Linked DNA regions of Macaca mulatta: region 1 is linked to region 2. A link is a contact called in public Hi-C data. All regions are on one chromosome and are shown on one strand. The core of a region is the stretch at or near the end of the contact, and the rest is flanking DNA. Distances in the headings are between cores, read along the strand shown. Region 1 holds the start of RAB11FIP2 (RAB11 family interacting protein 2). Region 2 holds the start of EMX2 (empty spiracles homeobox 2).

Evidence for each region. Hi-C and Micro-C count contacts between places; a contact is called where the count stands out from the background.
Region 1: a contact with region 2 is called in a Hi-C map of fetal cortex germinal zone, with 4 times the contacts expected there. The contact joins the promoter of RAB11FIP2 here to the promoter of EMX2 in region 2. A contact is called at or near these places in 5 of 14 Hi-C or Micro-C datasets (fetal cortex germinal zone, fetal cortical plate, fibroblasts and 2 more).

Annotation. Positions count from the first base shown.
Region 1 is chr9:130,140,021-130,146,323 of T2T-MMU8v2.0, reverse strand. RAB11FIP2 (RAB11 family interacting protein 2) reads left to right here and starts at 3,059. Exons shown (of 5, transcript XM_015148284.3): 1 at 3,059-4,140. The coding sequence starts at 3,788. LOC100423190 (protein CASC2-like) reads right to left here and starts at 2,940. Exons shown (of 5, transcript XM_028826909.2): 1 at 2,841-2,940. The coding sequence starts at 2,896.
Region 2 is chr9:129,641,179-129,647,563 of T2T-MMU8v2.0, reverse strand. It overlaps EMX2 (empty spiracles homeobox 2), which reads right to left and starts at 4,814. Exons shown (of 3, transcript NM_001266139.1): 1 at 4,267-4,814; 2 at 2,131-2,315. The coding sequence starts at 4,672. It overlaps LOC107000288 (a long non-coding RNA gene), which reads left to right and starts at 5,638. Exons shown (of 5, transcript XR_013398425.1): 1 at 5,638-5,837.

The sequences.
Region 1 (6,303 bases), core at 1,810-4,309, 500 kb before region 2:
ACTAGAGCTCTTTACAATACATACCACATTACTTCTTGGGCATCACAAACTGCATCTACACACTGCTCAGTCCCAGAAGAGAAACTGATCAGTTCAGCAATGAAAAAAAAAAAAATTACCAAAAATCCCCAAATGCTAGTTCATTGCCGTAATAATTTCAAGTCAATTTGCCAAATACTCTTTCATTTTTCAAACGGTTATGCGGAGATTGATCTATCTCTATCTATCTATCTATCTATCTATCTATCTATCTATCTATCTCCCTCCAATATAACTCTGGGGCTTTGTCATATGTACATGTATATGAATTTTATATACATTTCAGTTGTGTATATATTTGAGGGGTGTGCGTGTGTGTGTGTCTGAAGTCTGAGGACTGTAATGATACCTTGGGAAAGTTTCTTGTTGTCCTTATGTTTCTGAATCTCCATCTGGAAAATAATTAATATCCATTACATAATATATATGGGAGCATTAACATGCTTGACCCAGTGGGCTATTTAAACATGAGAGCATTATAATTGTTCTGCAACAGATTTGCAAGACGTGATTTTAGACATGCCTTTGTCCAAAGGGAAAATCTCCCCCAATGTTTAGAATAAGTCTTCTTATGGGACTGAAAGGAGCAACATGTAGTAAATATTTTCATCTCTGAAATCCTCTACTCCTGGGGAATAAATATTGACTATTTTAACTTTCTGGTCAAAGCATTCTTACTCATTGCTGTAGGCACTGTAACAGTTTAAAATTAGAATGTTCAGCATTTTCCTTCTAAAATACATTATTTTCCCAAGACTCTGATTTTGGAACTGTACCAAACATTTCCGGATATATCATTAGTCATAGGACAATTTTTTAAAAAGTGACTGTCTTCAATTCTGGTATGTTGTCCTTACACATGCAATCCTTTCCTTTTTAAATTGTTGTCCATGTATATCTTAGAATTAGTAAAAATTTTTAAAACTGTAAAGCAATAAACATTTTGGGAGAAGCACTTTGATCCTAGATCTTAGGTAATTGCCATTATTTTTCACTATAAGCCAACCATATCTTCGACTCAACTGTCATGTTTTTATTCTCTTAATATAATCAAAAAAGGAAAACATTCTATAGGAAGTCATTTCCTTTTTATAATGCAATCCCAGATTCTATTTAGCTTATTTGGTTTGTTTATTTGCTTTCCCCAGGGGCAAAAATATGTTATTTTATTATTCTGGCTTAAAAAATATTAAGTCATAACTTCTGATTTCACCAGTAAAACTAAACAATTTTGGCTCTAGCCAGGTGTTGGGAAAACTCAAAAGAAATTTAGGTGCTACAGAAAGAGAGGTTAGTAGTTCCAATTGTTCAGCTCTTGCCTTTAGAGTATTCTCTGAATTGTGCTGGAGTATTGTTATTGCGTTGCTGTGAACTACTGCTGCCAACTTCTACCCTAGAGATGGCTATATTTCAGAGATGAGTGAAATGATACTTGTAAACAAGTTTATAATCATTAATAAAGCTTACCAAACAATTTAAGCTCCTCAGAAATACACATCCACTATTATAATTCATTTTCTATTGTTTATTTAATTACAACCTTTAATAGAGACATGAAGACTTTTAAAAATGTATTGTATAAGAACTCTAAACTTAATTAAATTTGATTTCATGATGCTTATTTGGTTTTTGTAAGTTTCAGGCGTCAAATTATTTCTCCCTAGAGATCCTGGTGAAATTCTACCATTGACTGTTCCAATGGACTGCTTAAAAATCCCTAAGAATATTTTTCTTTAAAGTTGACAACTGTGCACTCTGGGATCCAGATGCTATATTCGCAGTATGATGATTTTGTTCTGTTTTCCACACATGGCCTTTTCATACACTGTCTCCCAGGGATGAAAAATTCTGCCTTGAATGAGAAGTTTTAAACCTTGCTTGAAAATAATAAACACGATACTTTACATGTTTATGGCCATTTAAGTTAAAAAACGTGCATTTACATGTATCATATTTTTTCACTCTCAAAATTAGTCTTGTAAAGGGAAAAAAGGCATTAAGTAATTCAATAAATTGTCTGCTGCATGCTAGCCACTATGAAGGGACTGCATGATAGACAAGGCAGTCCCAAAACTTAGAATTTCCTTGGGAAGGTAAGACACGACAGAATTAAAGGCAATAGGGCTAGTACCTAAGTGTCTCTTCCCATTGAGAAATAGAGGGGCAAAAGGAGATTTATGCGCCGCATTGTGCTAGGAAAGGCACATGTATTATCTCCTAAAACTCGAAACCCATGTTTGGGGCGTGGTCTCCACACGATCTGCACAGTCTACCACAGTGTGAGTCCCCACGGGGGTCCTTTTGACGTCAAGCCCATAGAGTCGTGATGGAGTATTAGACATGATGTAGAACTGGCTTTTTTACTAGTGAAAACACTGAGACTCCGGGAGGTGAAATGACTCGGCCAAGGTCACACACACTGATAGCGGCAGAGGCGCGGCCGGAACCAGGTCTTCTGATGCCAGCCCAGTGCCTCCCTACATCTCTACTCCGTGTTAGTTTTGGAAACTATTTGCTTCCCTATCGCCCTTCGTCTGGGTGGGAGATATCATTTTCAGTCAATTTACGGGCTTTTCGAAAAGAGAAGGGCGGATACGAGGTTGGAGAAAAGTTTGCTTTCGGTCAGTGAAGAGGCCTAATTCGTTCCAACACCATTTATGGACCTGCTCGTGCCAGGCACTGGGAATCCAGGACACAGCGAAAACAGATTCCCTGCCCTCAAAGACGCCCTAGTTAGGGGCGTCTCCGGATCTTTGATGACCTCCTCTCATGAGCGGTCCCCAGCCCTCCCCAGGGCTCACCTGCCGGCCTCTGCCACGTCCCCAGGACCCGCCACTGGGCCAGGCCCAAGCAGCATCAAGTCCCGGGCCTAGAGTCCCCGCCATCGCGCCCGCGTCGCGTGCCTCCAGTCGCCACGGCAACCAGGGAGGCGCTGACCCCTGACCTCGAGGCCCCGCCCCTTCACGTTCCCGAGACCAACATGGAGAAGGCCAACCCGGAAGTGCCGCCGCAGCCGCCCGTCCGGGGTTAGGAGCCGCCGGCCCAGCCAGGCCGAACCCAGCGCCCGCCGCCCTGCAGCCCGCGGCCCGCGGCCCGCCCCGCGTCCCGTCGGCGCCGGGGCGGCCGCGTCCCCCGCCCGCCTCCACTCCACCCCCGGCTTCCCGCCCCCGCCCGAGAGGAGGAGCTGAGGCGAGGGGGAGGAGGAGGAGGGAAAGGTTTGCGAGAGGGAGCGAGGCCGCGTTAGCCGCCGGCGGTTCGTACTACCGGGGTCGGGAGGAGGAGCCGGGCCGGGCCCGTGGACGAACGCCGGGCGGGCGGGAGGCGCGGAGGCAGCGGAGGCTGCGCGGCCGCAAGGAGGCAGGCGGGAGGCCAGGGGTGCAGGATTGGGGAGGGGGGCTCTCTCCACCCCCACAGCCCTCCGCCCAGGTCCCGGTGGCCAGGCCTCACGTGCCCGCAGGCCTGGGGAAGGTGGAGACTGGAGCGGGGGTCCGCGCAGAGGCCTGCACGGCGCGGCCAGGTGATGGTGGGCCTGTGTGTTTCTCCAGAAGAAAGGGGACCCCCGGAGCGGCTGTGCCCCTGGGCTGCCCCTGCGAAGCGTTTTGACATCAGCCATAGGGAAGTCGGGGAGCCCTGAGCCTGCCTGTCTCCGTTAAGTGCCCTTAGGATGCAGTGATTAAGGAATTAGGGTCTCCCTCCGGGAGGGGCACTGCCTGTGCTTGTGAACTCGGATGCAGAGAAACAGGACAGGATGATGCTGTCCGAGCAAGCCCAAAAGTGGTTTCCAACCCACGTGCAGGTCACAGTGCTCCAAGCCAAAGATCTGAAGCCAAAAGGCAAAAGTGGCACCAATGACACATACACTATAATTCAGCTGGGCAAGGAAAAGTACTCCACCTCTGTAGCTGAGAAAACCCTTGAGCCAGTTTGGAAGGAGGAGGCCTCTTTCGAGCTACCTGGATTGCTAATGCAAGGAAATCCAGAGAAATACATTCTTTTCCTTATAGTTATGCACAGGTCCCTGGTGGGTCTGGATAAATTTTTAGGGCAGGTGGCAATCAATCTCAATGACATCTTTGAGGACAAACAAAGAAGGAAAACAGAGTAAGTTATGTAATTTATTTTGAATTTGGGGGAGTTTATGTCTTATTTATGGTTTTTCTGTTCTTGGAAATTATCCGTATACTTCGGGCGTTGGTTTTTGGACTGAAATATGATCCAGTTTTAAGCACCGTATTTGCATGAATCTGAAGTAAAAGTAGCACTCGTGATGAAATATTTTTTAAATGGAATCATTAATGATCCCTTATTCTTTCTGTTTGAGGTAAACATCTGTCAAATAATTGAATATTTTGCGGTGGATTTTAAGTAAGTTAACATTGTTTCAGTATAAGAGGACTGGATCACAGTGTTGACCAACTAGAACTTCATGTAAATTGTTATGGATTTTAAACGTTACAATTATCAATGAAATGGAAGATCAGAAATTAAATCTGGCAATGTAATGTTGATGTGTCACACTTTGTAGCTGTCGAAAGATAAATTACCAGATTTAGAACTCAGTATTTCATTTCAACGTTATAAACACAGCTTTCATTTTAGCTCATTTTTCGAGGTCAGTACGCCTTGATGGGAGTCTATACCTGTTAGAAAAAAAAAAAAAAGTTTTAAAAGTGTGTACAAACATCCTCAACTTCGAATGCACTAACATTTTCCTTTGAATTTGCAATTACATCAGAGTTATTGTATTACTTCAGAATTGGTTTTCCAAAGCTATTGTGTTTAGACCATACTAAATGCTGTAGAATTGGAGGGAATGATAAATTTTTGTGATGAAATGATTTGATGACATCTTCAGTGGCCTTTTCAGTATGACTGTTGAGCTTGAGTTAGATATATTTTAATTTAAAAAATCATAATATAAATTAACACTAGGATATTGTGTCTTAAATTGAAAAAAAAATGCTTTTAGAGGTGGGTATACTCACCCCTTCCATCAACTTAAAAGGACATTATATTAATGAAATTAGTGGGAGAAAAATACTGGTTGAACTTCTAAGAGTACTTTCCATTTCCAAAATAGTGTGGGTGTTTCGTTCAGTTATAACTGAATTTATTTACTGTTTAAAAAACTTTTTTATAATGATATTTTTATTGAAGTTTATGTTAATTCTTTACATTTTAAAACAACTGTCTCTTGTTCTATACATTTCTGCTCTCAGCCTTCTCTTGATTGGAGTTTGTTTCATTTCAAATCAGGTCTTTACCTAATATTTAATATATGTAGAGTAAAAGTGTAGACAGATCAGAAATACTAGGAAGGCAGGAGGAAAAATGGTACTATTTAATTGAGATGAAAATATTTTAGAAGGAGGGAAAAAGTTTTTTTTTTTTTAAGTGTAAAGTTTAATATATATCAATGATTTGAATAATAAAATTATTTGATACCTAAAGAGTGGCATTCAGTTTCCTCTGAGGGATTCTTTATCAAATTGAAAGTGAAAAATGGATAATTACCAAATAATCTGTTTCAAATTGCCAATTTTGGGTGACAGTAAATATTTAACATGTTTTGAATGTAAACTATTAAGTATATTGCACCTTCAAATTCCTCACTTCATTTATGGTACTTTAATATTCATGGATCATGTATTTCAGGCCTTCTCCGAAACATAAATTTTCCTAGTGAAAGTAGGCCCAAATGTGAACCCAAGGAGTCTGAGGATGAAATAACCTTTTACGGTTTCTTCTTGTTTTACTCCTAGTCCTGGGCAACATCACAGTTACAATACATTTGCTGTGAGCAATACTCTTATATTGTGGTCTCTCCTTACAGAAATTCCGTACTGGCTATTGTATAAAATTGATTAGAACTTAGGGGAAAAATGCTTTTAAATGTTATCAACAGGGTTTGTGATGTTTTTGCATTCAAAGTGATTTTCATATGTTATTAAACCCCTAACATTTTATTTGTGGATAAATGGGGACCATGTATTTGATGAGGTATCTTTATTGGTAATATTTCTAGTTTTTTAATATATTTAATAACTTCCTTTTCTAGCACAGCTGTACCTGTGGCCCAGTAAGAGACAGACTTGAGCCACTGGTATATTGCAAGAAAGATATTTAATATTCTGCACATTGCTAAACCTTGTCAGCATATTCCCAAGTGCTTTTTAGAAAACTGTTTTCAGTGATGAGGACTACCAACTGACTTAGAAGTCCTATGAAACTGCTGGATGTGACACTTTTTACATTTTGATACTG
Region 2 (6,385 bases), core at 3,565-6,064:
AGATGCAAGTCCTAAGGTCCAGCCTCCCCAAGGCCTGCCCTCAGGGAGCAGGGCCCTTAGTGCCTGGTGGAAAAGAAGCCCAGCTCCCTGCCCTTCTGAGCCTTCCTGAAGAGCCTTTCCCCAGGGCCCTGCGGCCCGCAGTGCACTGAGTCCCCTCTCTCCTGGCCCTGCACATGGCATCTATATCCCGCAGAGAGCAAAGCCTTGCAAAGCATGGGAAGCCCCTACAAAAATAGTAAGTGATTAAAAATAAAAAGAGACATGTCCCTAACTCCCTCCAGCAAGCCAGTGCAAGGGAGACCTCAGTCCACCGCTGCTGCAGCTTCCCTCAGGGCCCAATGTGCTTTCTATTTTCTGCTGATCTGGGCAGTGTTTCCTAAATATAGCGTCTTCTCTTCGTGGCGGGGGCCCTGGGTAGGCGATCAGGGTTTGCCTGCGCTGCATCCTCCCTGCGGGGGATTCTCACAGGTGAGCAGGAAGGGGATAGGGCTGGAGGAGGCCAGGAGGGGCATGGAGTGTGCAGGCCTCCAGACCAACCCAGCTGTACCTTTATAGCTAGGAAAATGGGTTCAAAACTGAAAGCTTCTGAAAGACCGTCAGTTACACGGAAAGTAAGAGAGAAACTAAGAGGAGGGGAGATGACAGCAAGCTCCCTCTTCCCTCCTCCTAAGCAGCCCCGGAACAGGCTGTTGGTCACACAGCCTCGGACCCCAGTCCCATCACTTCCCACCAGGGTGGGGCTGGAGGCTGGGCCTAACCAGAGTGGCTCTGAGAGGTCTTAGGAGCAATGAGGTGGGAGTCAGCTGCCATCCCATGGGCCCCTGGGAAAGCTGAGTGGTGGGACCTCATTCAGCCAGCAGACAGTAACAAGGTCCAATCTTCCCAGCAGGGGGGTACAGGTAAGGGAGATGGCAGAGACTGCACCTCTGATACCATCTCCCCACAACTCCTATCCTATCTGGATAACAGTACCCTAGCTCAGTGCCAGTCCCTGGACCCCTGGGGTCCACTCCATTCCCTCCTTTGAGGCCGCTGGTCGGTCCGTCTTGCTCTCCCGGAAAGCCTCAGTCCCCCAAAGTGCTCCGTGAAAAAGCTGAGCGGGAACAAGGCTGAATTTAATTTGCTTTGAGTTTGCTAATTGAGGGGGAGGACGGTTCATTTCTCCCCGGCGCTGGCCCAAGGCGCGCGTCGGTGCGCTCGGGGCTTGACACGCACACAAAGACTCCAGGCAGCGTGGGCAGCGAGGCGGACAAAGACCACCGCCGCCTCGGCTGTCCAGGAGAAATCAGCCGGGCCGCGCCTTGTGCCGGGCTCCGCACAAACCCGCCAGGCCCTCCTCGGTTTTGGGGTGGGGAACATGTTTTAAAACAAAAGGCTCGACCTCTCTGCGCTGCCCAGGAAAAGTGTTACAACTTAATCTGCCCAAAAACGTTACTGTTTGCTGGGAACTTTGACCCCACCCTGCGGCTCCGTGTACAGTAGCGCCTACTGTAGTCCTAAACCCCCTCCCCACCCTGGGATAAGCCCAAGCCAGGCCCGCCCAGGGACCCTGCTGTGCAGAAGGCCTGTGCCCTGAGGCAGACCCTCTCTCTGCAGCCTCCCAGCTTTATTTCTCTGATGTAGAGTACACACAGGACGCTTGCCCTCCACCTTCTGATCGCCCATCTCCTTCAGCGAAGTCACTGGAGCCGACGGTGTGAGCCATGGGCTGGTAGTCGCTCAGAACTCATCTTTAACCCACATCCTGTCCTTACCAGTCTCCAGCCCCAAACACCCAGAAACCCCACTGTGCTCTCCCTCTTCCTGGACCCCAGCAGGGTCCTCACACTCTCACCAAAAGTCTCACCAGAAATGCAGGGATGTCTTAGCCAGGACATGTCCAACTGGACAGAGAAACAACTCGGCGCGTTTCCCCAGAACCTGGGGCAGGTTGGCACTTACAGCCCCTTTCTGGAACCCAACAAAGCCAAGCACCTTGAGACATACATCCCGAGCCCAGGCGTGGAACCAGCTACCAGGACCTGTGCGGAAGGCCCTCACAGAGCTCCGTGCTCATGGGTGTGCTTGAGAGCCAGATTTGGGGTGGGGGCGCACGCCCAGATGGGTCCCTCGCGCCCGGGCCGCACTCACCTGAGTTTCCGTGAGGCTGAGGCTATGTGCCAACTGCTTCCTTTCGGCGCCCACCACGTAGTGATTCTTCTCAAAGGCGTGTTCCAGCCTTAGAAGCTGGGACGGGGAGAAGGCGGTTCGGATCCGCTTGGGCTTTCGGGCCAGCGCGTTGTGCAAAAGGAAACTCTCGGGGCTAGTGTCGTTCCCTGCGGGGAGCACAGCAGAAATCCCATTAGGGGGGCTGCTCTGACCCGAGCCGCGCACTTCTCCCGAGCCGGGCTGGCCAGTCACCGCGCTCAGGGCCTTCGCATAGCTGGCGCCGCTCGACCTGCGGGGGTCGGTGGTCCTCCCAAGGGCTCACGAAGGGAACGCCGGCTCAGCTGCCCGGCCCGCAACGCTGGGTGTCCACCTGTGCGGCACCCAACTAGCCGCTGCCCCGGCGGGACCAGTCCCCCAGGCTCCTGACCTCGGCCGGCTCCGCAGCCGCCCTGGCGCCGCGGGCCTCGCCACCTCCTCGCCTGGCGCTGTGGGCAGGGGAGGGAGCCGCAGAGCCTGGCCGGGGGATTGGCGCCCACAGCCCGAAGAAACGACTTTCTCTCCTTTCTAACCTCTCGGGGAACTTTGACCCAGGGTGGAAAGGCGGCGGGCTGCTCTCCAGAGTTTTCTTGGAGATTTATTTTTAAATTATTTGTTTTGTTGCCCCTCCGGAAAAGTACAGAGGCGGAGCGAGTCGTTGCAGCCCGATCGGGACAGAAATCTCGCCTGCGGGTGCGCCCAGCTACAGCCGCTGCTGCCTCTCGAGAACTGGGCTCCGGGGCTCCCGGCTCCGGAGAACTAGAAGAGAAACGCGAGCGAAGAGATCGAAACCCGGGGGGGGGGGTTACCGAGTTGCAGACACCGCCGGGACAGTCTGAAACGCAGGAAGATCCCAGCGGCTCCGGGTCTGGTGGGGGGACCATGAGCATGACTGATAGAGAATGAGGAAGGGCAACCCTAAACTTTTCGAGCAAAGCCTCAGAGTTTTGGGTTCACTCATTAGGATAGGAAATCGATTCACCGAAAACCCAAACAAAGAAAAACAAACCGACAGCCCAGGCAGGATGCAGGCAAATCTAGTTCGGGAATAAGGGTAAAAGGTTTTTCTTTTTTTTCTTCCTTTGGTTTGATTTTTTTAAATATGGGGAGGGGGGTGACATCTACCCGACTCTAGGCTCCGGCAGGAACGCAATGGGTTAATGAATGGACAAGCCGCGGAGTATTGGAGTATTGATCGGCTGCCGCCGGAGGTAGATTTTTCACCGACTCCGATCGGTAAACTATCCCTTTTTCTGAAGTTTTAACTCTCCTCCTCCCACCCCGTACCCAGAGAAAAACAAGTCAAAAATCTCAATAAATGAAAACACGCGAACAGATATTTCCCTCTAAGACAGTTTCTGACCAGGTTCTTTTTTTTTTTTTTTAAGAAAGAAAAACAAAAACCAGACCGAACCTGCCTTCCCGCTGTGGCTGCTCGGCGCCCCAATTAAGCAGGTCGCGGCGAGAGCGCCGAGCCCTGGAGCTTTCCTCCCGCACGGGTTCCCGCCCCTCCCCAGGCCTCCGAAAAGCAGGAAAGAAAAAACAAATCCCATACTTTTCGCCGGGGGCGCGAGGGTCCTCTCGCCTCCAGAAGAGGGTGGAAGACCAAGAAGTGGTGGGTCTGGACTGAAGGGGCGCAAAGTGAGTGGTGAACAGGGTCGAACGCAGTCGAAAGCAAGCCTGGCGGCCGAGTCCTGTCCGCGCCCCTCGGAGCCAGGACGGTTGGGGGCATTGCCGATGGTACCAGGAGCCTGGGGACCCCGCAGGCTCTGGGCCCCGCGGCGCCGGGCACGCACAGCCTGCTCGGATACAAGCGCACTGGGGGACAACTTCTCCATTCGCACCCCTTCCCAAAGGGTCAAGCAGACCGCAGGCTATCACTTCAAACCGGTCGTAGCTTAGGAGACTGGGGATCCACACCACCACCGGCCCCGCGCCGCCTAGTTTCCCAACAGGGCGCGCTGGCCCGCAAGCCGGAGAAACCTCCGCCCAGGCCTTGCCAAGCGCCCACCCGGAGCAGGCCGGGGGCAGTAAAGGATGCGGCGGGAACGGCGCTCTGCAGTTCCGCGACGTGGCACGTACCTTGGAAGCGATGACCCAGATATCGGTAGCGGTGGATGAGCCAGGGGTAGAAGGTGGACGGATCCCGCTGCTGCGAGGCGAAGAGGGGGTGTGGCGAGTGCGAAGAGGGTAGGGGGTGGGCGGCCAGGGCGTGCGGCGGCGGCACCGGGTGCACTGGCACGGCGGGGTTGGGCGGGTGCGAGACCGCCTCGGCGAACACCAAGTCCGGGTTGGAGTAGACGCCCCTACCGGCGGCGGCGGCTGCGGCCGAGTGGAAGCCGTTGAGGAACGGATTTATGGGGCTGGAGTTAGCGTAGCTGAGTGCCGCGGGACGGATGGGGTCCTCGGAGCGCGAGGCGGGCAGGGGACTGTCCTTGGCCACCAGCGACTCGATGGTGAAGCAGCGCTTGGGCGCCGGCTGGAACATGCTGCGCCGAGGAGCGGGCGCCCTGGGCTCCCAGCTCCCGGCGACCGCCGCACGCTGCCTCCGCCGCCCGCTGCCCGCGGCGAGGACGGACTAGAATTGGGGACTCGTTTGTTTGGGGTGGGGGTGGGGGGAGGAAGGGAAGAAAGAAAGGAAAGGAAAGGAAAAAGGAAAGGAGGGGGGAGGGAGAGGGAGAGGCAAAGCCGAGGATCCAGAGAATCTTGCACCAAACGCGCCCAACCTGAAGAGAAGGGGGAAAATCCTTCCAGAAGAATTTGCAGGCGTGGATTGGGGTAATTTTTTTTTCTTTTTTTTTTCTTTCTTTTTTTTTTTTTTTTTTTTTTTTTTTTTTTTTTTTTTGGCGAGATGGCGTGGGGGGATCGGAGTTAGAGGCAGGGGGGAGAAGGGGGGAAAGTTCTCGGGGGAGGCAAAAAAAAAAGTTTTTTCTCCTCTGCAAAAGGCGGGCAGGGCGCCCTAAGTCCAAGGACAATCCATGGAAGTGTTCGCTTCTTCACAAGTTGTGCAAACGATTTGTTAGTTCATGAGCCTAATTAGTGCGGGGATCACATAAACAGCTTCCTCCGAAGCCTGGTAAATGGCTTGATGATTGGTCGCTATTACTCGCCCTGAGGTGGAAGGGGGGAGACTCTTTAAAGTGCGTCAGAGGGAGGTGAGCGCCTGGGAACCCGGAGGCCTGGATCCCGGCCGAGTGGAACGGAGTCGGCGCCGCCGCCTCGGCCGAGCCTGCCGCAGCCCGCCGGGCCGCCCGACTTCTCCGCGCCTTCGCCCCTCGCTCCCAGCTCACTCGCTCCTGCGGCGCCCGCTGCGGCTTCTCCTCCTCCTTCGCCTCCTCCTCTTCCTCCGGTTTCTTCTTCTCCTCCTCCTCTTCTTCCTCCTCCTCCTCTTCTTCCTCCTCCTCTTTCCCCACCTACTCCCCCTCAGCCACCGCCTCCTCCTCCACCAGCACCACTCCCTCCGGGGCACCCCGGTCCCTGCAGAGTCCCTGGCCGGCGCCGCCTCCGCTGCGGCCCCCTGAATCCGGAGCCTGCTGAGCCCAAGCTGGTAGGACAGACGGACAAACAGATTCCTTTCGCCTAGCGCTCCGGCGCGGCTGCCTTACGCGGCCCTGCGTCGGGGGAACTGGGATCGTCCCAGGAGCACCGCGAGGGTAAGCGGGCGGGGGCTGGTTCCTGGGCTAAAGGCGCTGTTCGGTTATACCAATCCCCACCCTTAGCAAAACTCCCAGCGATTTCCTAGGCCAGGAGGGATCCTGGAGTGGGGGGTGCGGGGTCCTCCCACCCCACCAACCACGCTTAGCCTCGAGGTCCCAGGGTCGGTGCGTTCGCGAGTCTAGACCCGGCTCGTTCGTTTGCGAGTTGAGACCGGGAGCTGCCGACCCCGCTGAAGCAGTGGGCTTCCAACTCGCTCCCGCTCTCGCCCCACGGTCTCCAGCGTTTTCTGTCTGGGAGGGTGCTCACCTCCTTCCCCAAAACAATTCCTTCTGGAATATCTGGGAGCGGTAGTCCGAGGTCAGGGGAGAGCCTGATGTGGTGCTACCGTACTATTATGGTTCCGACGTATTTTTGTTACTGTGGTCAATGTTATTATTATTATGGATGCTATTATTTTATTATTATTATTTCTATTATTATTATGCCATCTGTTGTCCCGGGGAGGGGGGGTTGCTGTGCAAACCCAGTGCAACTAGGGATTATG